Linked DNA regions of Triticum aestivum: all the other regions are linked to region 3. The links are chromatin contacts, called in public HiCAR-type maps. All regions are on one chromosome and are shown on one strand. Each heading gives the region's core, a stretch centred on a gene start, on an enhancer-like site or on the middle of the called end of the contact. The rest is flanking DNA. Distances are from core to core; before and after follow the strand shown.

Region 1 (2,782 bases), core at 186-2,685, 430 kb before region 3:
TTATTTGCTAAGTTACATGAGTTTATTCACAGTTCTTATCTGAAAAAGATAAGCGAACTGGCAGGTGGATCAGCAGCATTTTTCTATGCTCGAATAACCCTCTTGAGTTGGTATGTGTGGCTTTCTTTCTATTCAGTAGAGAAGTGGTCAGATGTCAGATTTGTGTAACCACTAGGACAGAAAAGTTCATGCTTATACTCATGCTTGAAAATTCAATACTTATTTGTGATGCAGGTTCCTTACCACAGGTCGATGGAAATGTTCAAAAGGTTGATGGTGGAAGTTATTCCTAGTTCAGTATGGATATAGTTCACATAGTTGTGATATTTTTAGTGGAACAAAGTATTGTTTCTTGCTGAACCTGTAACCATAATTAGCATTTTCATTGGTGTTGCACTATTGGTCCGACTTTGGCATGTAAGGTTACATGCATGTGTGGATGCAAGTTGAATATTTGTTCTTTTGCGAACTGTGTATTTAGTGTTTTTTTTCGTTCAAATTTCTGTATGAAATTTTAGTCCCAAATTTCGTGAACTTTTTTAGAAAAGAGGGACAAACATTATTCTGGTATTTACTCCCCCCGTTCCCTAATATAAGACCTTTTAGCTATTTCAAAATATTGACCACATACATGCTAAAATAAGTGAACAATCATACTAAAATGTGTCTACATACATACGAATCAAGAAAAAGCTAAAAGGTCTTATATTAAGGAACGGAGGGAGTACATGACAATATTGTGAGAAAAAATGAAGTTATTTGTGGTGATTTTTATTGTAATGATATTTTTCTTTTACACATTTTGTCCTATTGGATGGGCATGTCCCGTTCTGGTATTGCCTGCGGGGATTTCTCTTCCCTCCCCCTTGGTGTCCAAATGGCAAAGGGTATTTCCACATAGTGGGAGGGGATCTTGTATGGGCAGGGAAATCCCACTTCTGGGGTTTACTATCCAGGATTTTTCATCCCCAACAACCAAACTAGCCCTTATGGGAAACTAGTACTCCCTCCGTAAACTAATATAATAGCGTTTAGAACTATTTTAGTTATCTAAACACTCTTATATTAGTTTACAGAGGGAGTACTATTTAAAAAGAACTAGTACTCAAGTTATGTGAAAGCCTTCAAGTTACAATAGCACAAGAACAAAAAAGCAAAATAGGCAATCAGCTTCACATCTCCCTCAAACCAAACCAGTCAACACAATCTCTGGTGAGTAGAAAAACAGGAAGAAATCGCCATGGATAGCTACTCGCGCTGGTCACTGAAAGCGCCTTGGTAGATTATTTGTAGACGAGATTGCACAAGAAGAAGGAACCAAAATCAGCATCGCAATCTACTACCAGTCAACACACGGACCAGTCAGCCATGGCGATCAGTCACTGGACGAACTGTTTTGTACCGTCCACACATGCCGCGCACGAGAACCACAACTGCACTTCCGCAAAGATAACCATTTACTGAGTACGTGGCCTCACGCAGCTAGCTCGATCGGCTCGGTCTGATCGATCGGCCATGGCGGCCGGCAGCGTCGTCGGCGTCTCCGAGAGCAATGATGGAGGAGGCGGCGGAAGGGTCACCATGTTCGTGGTGCTGTCGTGCATCACCGCCGGCATGGGCGGCGCCATCTTCGGCTACGACATCGGCATCGCCGGCGGGGTGTTGTCCATGGAGCCTTTCCTGCGCAAGTTCTTCCCGGACGTGTACCGCCGGATGAAAGGCGACTCCCATGTCAGCAACTACTGCAAGTTCGACAGCCAGCTCCTCACCGCCTTCACCTCCTCGCTCTACGTCGCCGGCCTGCTCACCACGTTCCTCGCGTCCGGCGTCACGGCCCGCCGTGGCCGCCGCCCGTCCATGCTCCTTGGCGGGGCCGCCTTTCTCGCCGGCGCGGCCGTCGGAGGTGCGTCGCTGAACGTCTACATGGCCATCCTGGGGCGCGTGCTCCTCGGGGTCGGGCTGGGCTTCGCGAACCAGGCCGTCCCGCTGTACCTGTCTGAGATGGCGCCGCCGCGGCACCGCGGCGCGTTCAGCAACGGCTTCCAGTTCAGCGTCGGCGTCGGCGCGCTCGCGGCCAACGTCATCAACTTCGGCACGGAGAAGATCAAGGGAGGCTGGGGGTGGCGCGTCTCGCTGTCCCTCGCCGCCGTGCCGGCCGGGCTCCTGCTCGTTGGCGCGGTCTTCCTCCCGGAGACGCCCAACAGCCTCGTCCAGCAGGGCAAGGACCGCCGCGAGGTGGCGGTCTTGCTGCGTAAGATCCGCGGCACCGACGACGTCGACCGCGAACTCGACGGCATCGTCGCCGCCGCCGACAGCGGTGCCGTGGCTGGCAGCAGCGGTCTCCGGATGCTCCTCACCCAGCGCCGGTACCGGCCGCAGCTGGTGATGGCCGTGGCGATCCCCTTCTTCCAGCAGGTGACGGGGATCAACGCGATCGCCTTCTACGCGCCGGTGCTGCTGCGCACGATCGGCATGGGCGAGAGCGCGTCGCTCCTGTCCGCGGTGGTCACGGGCGTGGTCGGCGCGGCCTCCACCCTCCTCTCCATGTTCCTCGTCGACCGTTTCGGCCGCCGCACGCTCTTCCTAGCCGGCGGCGCGCAGATGCTCGCGTCGCAGCTGCTGATCGGGGCCATCATGGCGGCGAAGCTGGGCGACGACGGCGGCGTGAGCAAGACATGGGCGGCGGCGCTGATCCTCCTGATCGCGGTGTACGTGGCCGGGTTCGGGTGGTCGTGGGGGCCGCTGGGGTGGCTGGTGCCGAGCGAGATCTTCCCGCTGGAGG
Region 2 (2,700 bases), core at 25-2,524, 490 kb before region 3:
CGACACCCTCTTCACGGCGATCTCCAAATTGGATTCGGAAAGCAGGCCTTTGTACACTCTCCCGAACCCTCCGACGCCGAGCAAGTTTTTTTCCTTAAACCCATCAGTGGCACGATGCAGATCCTTGTATGCATATCGGTGGGGGCCGAACTCGTCTTCCCAGCCTTCGCGCACCTCGGCGAACCGGCGCCGACGCCACAGAAAGAAGAAGACCGCAGCCAGCGCTGCTGCCACGAGCAACGCGCTGGCCAGCGGCAACACGATGTCCAGGACCTTGGACCGAGGCTTGGGTCCCAGGCGTGGCAGGGCAGGAAGCTTGGACAAGTCAAGAGGCGGGGCAGGCCCGTCCAAGCTGAAGCTCCATCCGAGCAGGTAGTGATGCCCCGAGATGACTCCCGACGACGCAGAGAAGCCGACGTACATCGCGTCCGCCATGAGCGTGGAGAGGTCGATGGCCTCGGAGAGCAGAGGCTTGCTGGGCTTGGGCACGTGCACGGGGGCTAGTGTCACCTCGAGCCGCTTGGACTGGCCGTCGTAGTCCACCCACAACTGCATGGGCTGTCGGCTGTTAAGCCTGAGGTCCCGAAGGGCGCCGCCGCCGTCGTCGTCGTAGTAGCCAGCCGGCTGGGCCTGCCGCGACACGAGGCTGTTGACGTCGATGCCGACGTGATTGCTGTTGATGTCGCGGAACTCGGGGCTGAGGATGGTGTCGAGCTCGACGGCCAAGATGGGGGCGCTGGCGGTGCCGTTGGTGGTGTTGAGGAGGCCCAGGTACTGGCCGGAGTTGGCGGTGGTGAAGTTGGTGGTCGGGGCGACGACGAAGGCGAGCCCGTGGTCGCTGAGGCCGTCGTAGCCCGACACGATGGCGAAGACGAAGGACGTGGAGAAGGAGCGCACCGCCGTGGCGTTGGCCGAGCCGCCGAGGAAGCGGAGCGGGGCGGGGTGGAAGGCGTGGGCCTTAGTCTGCTGCGTGAAGTTGGTGAGCGCGAGCAGGCCGCCGGGCATGACGGCGGCGAGGCCGTCCAGGGTAAGGTTGGCGCCGGCGAAGCCTTGGTAGGCGAACTGGCCATCGTCCAGCTGCGACCAGGCCACCTCGCCGCCACGGCTCAGCAGCAGGAGTATGAGCAGGAGTAGGGCCGGCATAGTTTCTTCCTGGACAAAAGAAAACTCAGTAGTATGACTGAATCTTGGGCGGCTAACCAAAATTTGCTTCGTTTGTGATCATGCCGCGCGCTAGACTTTAACGGTGTGCTGGTTGTGCACAGCACAGATGGTGGTTGTGCAGTTGGTGCATGAATGCCGTCCGCGCATGCTGAAAGTCAGATATACAGATATGATAAGGACGTACCTGCTGGAATGCTACTCCAACGGCTATGGATGGGTCTTGAATATGTCAGCGCAAGACTAGTCCACCTTCAGAAATAAAAACCGAAATTGTCCAATGCAATTACTTGCTTAGATGATACGGAACCCTTGCAGGCCACATACAATAATTCTGCGATCGCTTGCTGTTAACATCAGAGATTTCCACCTTTCCAACTGCCGTTGGACTTGTTTACTAGTACTTACCTCCGTCCTGATTTATTGCTCCTCTTCATATTTTGTATTAAATTTTAACTATCAAATTAACTAATAAAATTGTTAATGCATGTCATAAAAAATTATCGTTGTATTCGTATTTGAACATAGTTTCCGATGATATAGTTTTTACTACGTGTGATTTATATTTTATTAGCTAAAATCATGATTAAAATATGACCTTAAATATGATGAGGACTAATAAATCAGAACGAATGTAGTAGTAGGGTTCTTCGGGGCCCCTCTCTTGTTTCAGAAAGAAAAACAAATCTTTGAATCCTTGAATCGATCTGAAGAAGTTGACACCAAATCTCGCCGTTACCTACGCACGACGAGATACCTTAACTCCAGTACGTTTACATGTGATGTGGATGTCTATAATTGTAAGATTTCTTGCATAGTGCAAATGTCAGTGTGTATACTGTAACGATGTTTTAATGTGTTTGTCATGACTTTAGTTACCAAGGGTCGTAAGTATGCTCTGTTTGAAAGTTGTCTGGTCATGGAACATTGCACGGTTTAAATTTTAGTCACCGAACATGTGCATGTGGTGGCTAAGCTACCAAGTGCCTCTTGGTCACTACTAATGCTTTTAGTCACCACCATTTGCTTTGTACCTACTGCTTTCACTTAGTCTCACCAAGCTGTAGTCGGTAGCTATTGATATGACTTTTAGTGACTAGTAATCACAATGGTGGCCCCCAAATATCTGTAGTGACTTTGCTATAGCCGCCATGAAGAGACCAAGTAGTGTTGGTAGTAACCAAGTTTGAACTTTTAGCAACCAACCACCTTATATAGCGGCCAAAAGTCATAGCTCTAGTAGTGTTGACGAAAGATACAACATATTAACATCAATCAAAATAGATAAATGAATCAGTCCTCGTCAGATGTTGAAATCAAAGTAGGAACATAGAAAAGTAAGGGATTCAAAGTTCTGATCTGATAGGAAACACATCGCTAGTGACAAAGAAAATATTCTATTGAAAAGAGTCCCGATCTCACTGGAAACATACAAGAAGTAGTAATACATGCACATCTACCATACATAAACATGATACACCTTTTTGTTATAAAGATACATCTATACGAAAAGAAAGTAAACCATTATATACGAAAAGA
Region 3 (2,933 bases), core at 423-2,922:
CATACTGATAACGTATTCAATAGTTTTCTGAGTTATATTGAAAATGTGGCCGCCAACAAACAAAATTTCAAAATTGCACGTTATTTGTAAGCCATAAAACTAAATGAGATAGCACTCAAGTCACATGAAATTTGGATAACATTGCAGTTAAGCAATGATTACTTGCAATGGATTAGCAACCCCAAAATGTTAGAACTGAATCTTGAACACCTGTAACAAAATGTTACCATCCTCAAGAATTTAAAGAGAGAAAGGTTTGCGCTTACTTTCCTCTGCTTATGTGTTGTGTTGTTCTGTTTGTCCACTGCAAATGGAATATATTCGGTGCTTCAACATATTTCCTGGTAATATGGAAGAAAGAAATTTATTACAAATACCATCGATATGTCATTCAACTGCTGGAAAAATAGTATTATGTAATACAAAAGTATTAGAAGTGATGGAAGATGGATTCAGAAACACCAATGACATGCACTCGTATTTTTAAGTCTTCATACTATAGAGTTAACTACCTGCAAGTTATATGCGCATAAATAATCACAACACTTGGATAGCACCTACACATGGGATTAGATATTTAATTCACATAATCAGTTCTTCTGCTTCCATAAATTCAGAATTGCATAAAAAAGTATGTGTCTATGGAGTATAGATAAGGATTTGAATTGTTGACGCAGGGCCAACTGAGCCGTCCACTTGCCAAGTGCTTTTCTAGCATGGACGATGTGCACATGGTGCAAAGCTGGCTGAAGGAGTTGATAGATCAGATCCCGGCAAGGTTGCACACACAGAGGAAGACTCGATGGATTCTTGCCGGCTAGAAACAAACACAAGCAAGCACGCAGGTGGGAAAACAATATGTATATAGTGATTTTACCTCATAAATAGTTTGGTGGCTCCACTCCATAAGTATGAAATTCGTGATGTTGGCAGCCTGAAACTAAAAGAGAAATAATGATCTCCTTCATAAATATCAACAAAAGGAGAATGGGTTATTTGGGCGACCAATCAAAATCCTTGAAAGTTCAATACATCAGTTAGCAGCAAGTGTGTACCTGCAAAGCAATTCTTTCTCTGAGTCGCATGTAAATAGATTCGTAACATGGTGTATGTGTGGCAGATAGCACTATCAGATTCGTAATAAGACGCTGAACTATCCGAAAAATAAAAAGTCCCTGCAATGGCAGCTAGCACACACGCATCTTCCCATCCCATCCGCAGCATCATCTCTACCTGCACCCTCAAATCACTGAATGAGTTCCCAACTTGCATCCACATCCAAAAGCGAGTGCAGCAACCACTCTGCCATGTAAACACAGGAAACAAACATCATAGATTGACCGAGTAGCATCAAGATCAGATCAGGACAAGGAGAGCCCGTGTCAGGACCCTGACAGTCAGCCCATACTACGTGCCTGTATAAGCAGTGGCGGATCCAGAAATTCAATATTGAGTGCTCTTTTTTTTGCACCCTAATAGTCAAGCCAATTGGTTCACAGCAATACGAATTTCACAATAGCAACAATATCTGAAAAGATTAAGAAAATTACAAAATAGAAGGAGAAAACTACAATATGTCATGGCTTAAGGACGAGATATGACAACATCATCGTTCACTTGAAAAAAGAATTCCGTCCCAATTAATGTAATCAAGTTATGCATCAAATCTTCCTCCGTGAAATCCATAGAAAAAAGGTGTGCAAGCTTAACCCGGTGTCATCTACAACTTACAATTCAAAGATAATTCAAGACATGCTCTACTGCCTACAATTCAAAGATAATTATTTTTTTCCTGCTAATGAAATCAAGCAGATCCTCACTCAGTGTCATCTACACATTTTTCTCTCTGAATCTGAATAGCAGCTACACATTCAGTTGGGATTTCACAATGAATCTGAATAGCAGCTAGACATTCAGTTCACAGTATCATCGTTCACTCTGTCGTGTGCGTTCAACACAAAAGTGGCTGGTTTGCTGGTTTGTTGCCGGCTATTGGGCTGCTCTGAACTGAGCCTATAAGCTAGTATTTCTGTCATATAAAAAGTACATACCTATATACGAATTTTTGGCAAAAGAATTTGGATGTGCATCTGTACACCCATGTCCCATGGTGGATCCGCCCCTGCCTGTAAGGAAGCGAGTACTCGTCGGGGAGGAGAGGGGTACCTTCTGGAGAAGATTCACCTTGAGGAGATGGGGGATCAATGGAGAAGAGAGGCGTCGGGATGCACAGCCATCCCTGGTCGTGGCCGGCGAGGTCGTAGGGACAGGGCCGCACGGGCCTTTGTAGAGGAGGGGGGGAGGGGGTAGAGGATTGGCGGATGGGGAAGGGAAGTACCAGGGGTGTGGTGCCGCCTCGTTGGTCTCAATCGCCGCCGGTTGCCGGTATCCGAGGGGCCGCCGCCGGCGGTGTCCTGGTGTTCCTGATCCGCGACGGCCGCGTCCCGGTGATCCGCGACATATCCGAGGCGCGACGGTGGCGGTGGCTTCCTGGTGATCCGCGACGGCAGCGACGGTCGCTGGCGTCTCCCTGGTTCGGCGGTGGCGGCTGCGTCCCGGGAGAGGAGGAGCAGCGGCTGCGGCGATCTCGTGCGTCTGCAATCACAGATCGTACGTCGAGGGGATCGAGAGGAGCAGGAGGCATTGCTCGTACGTGTGTGCGGTTTGTTTGGCTTTTTTTTTGCTGGTTTAATTTCGTAGGTTAACCTTTGTAGATTTTTTTAGGACGATTTTCTGTCGATGAACCGTAGTGTTTCACAACGGGCATCGTGGTAGTATGCCGATTTTTTTTGTCGGTCTCGAGGGTGGAAGGGGGGAATCCAGGGGGAGTGGGAGGTGGGATCGAGGACGAAAATTAACCATTTCTGATGGGACGAAAATTGACCAGCGAAGACTATCAACTGCTTCATTAGAAGTAGAGATGGATGAATGAT

The links. HiCAR-type assays count read pairs that join an accessible place to other places.
Region 1: a HiCAR-type map of leaf shows a contact between it and region 3, with 6 times the contacts expected there. The contact joins the promoter of LOC123166619 here to the promoter of LOC123166779 in region 3. A contact is called at or near these places in 1 of 5 Hi-C or Micro-C datasets (leaf) and 1 of 1 datasets of contacts at active chromatin or transcription factors (leaf).
Region 2: a contact with region 3 is called in a HiCAR-type map of leaf, with 6 times the contacts expected there. The contact joins the promoter of LOC123163683 here to the promoter of LOC123166779 in region 3. A contact is called at or near these places in 1 of 5 Hi-C or Micro-C datasets (leaf) and 1 of 1 datasets of contacts at active chromatin or transcription factors (leaf).

Annotation. Positions count from the first base shown.
Region 1 is chr7D:48,939,572-48,942,353 of IWGSC CS RefSeq v2.1, reverse strand. LOC123166619 (hexose carrier protein HEX6) reads left to right here and starts at 1,435. Exons shown (of 1, transcript XM_044584424.1): 1 at 1,435-2,782. The coding sequence starts at 1,516.
Region 2 is chr7D:48,993,426-48,996,125 of IWGSC CS RefSeq v2.1, reverse strand. LOC123163683 (L-type lectin-domain containing receptor kinase SIT2) reads right to left here and starts at 1,274. Exons shown (of 1, transcript XM_044581040.1): 1 at 1-1,274. The coding sequence starts at 1,143. LOC123171544 (L-type lectin-domain containing receptor kinase SIT2) reads right to left here. Exons shown (of 1, transcript XM_044588999.1): 1 at 2,509-2,700.
Region 3 is chr7D:48,507,359-48,510,291 of IWGSC CS RefSeq v2.1, reverse strand. It overlaps LOC123166779 (kinesin-like protein KIN-4C), which reads right to left and starts at 1,672. Exons shown (of 7, transcript XR_006483703.1): 1 at 1,056-1,672; 2 at 878-934; 3 at 267-341.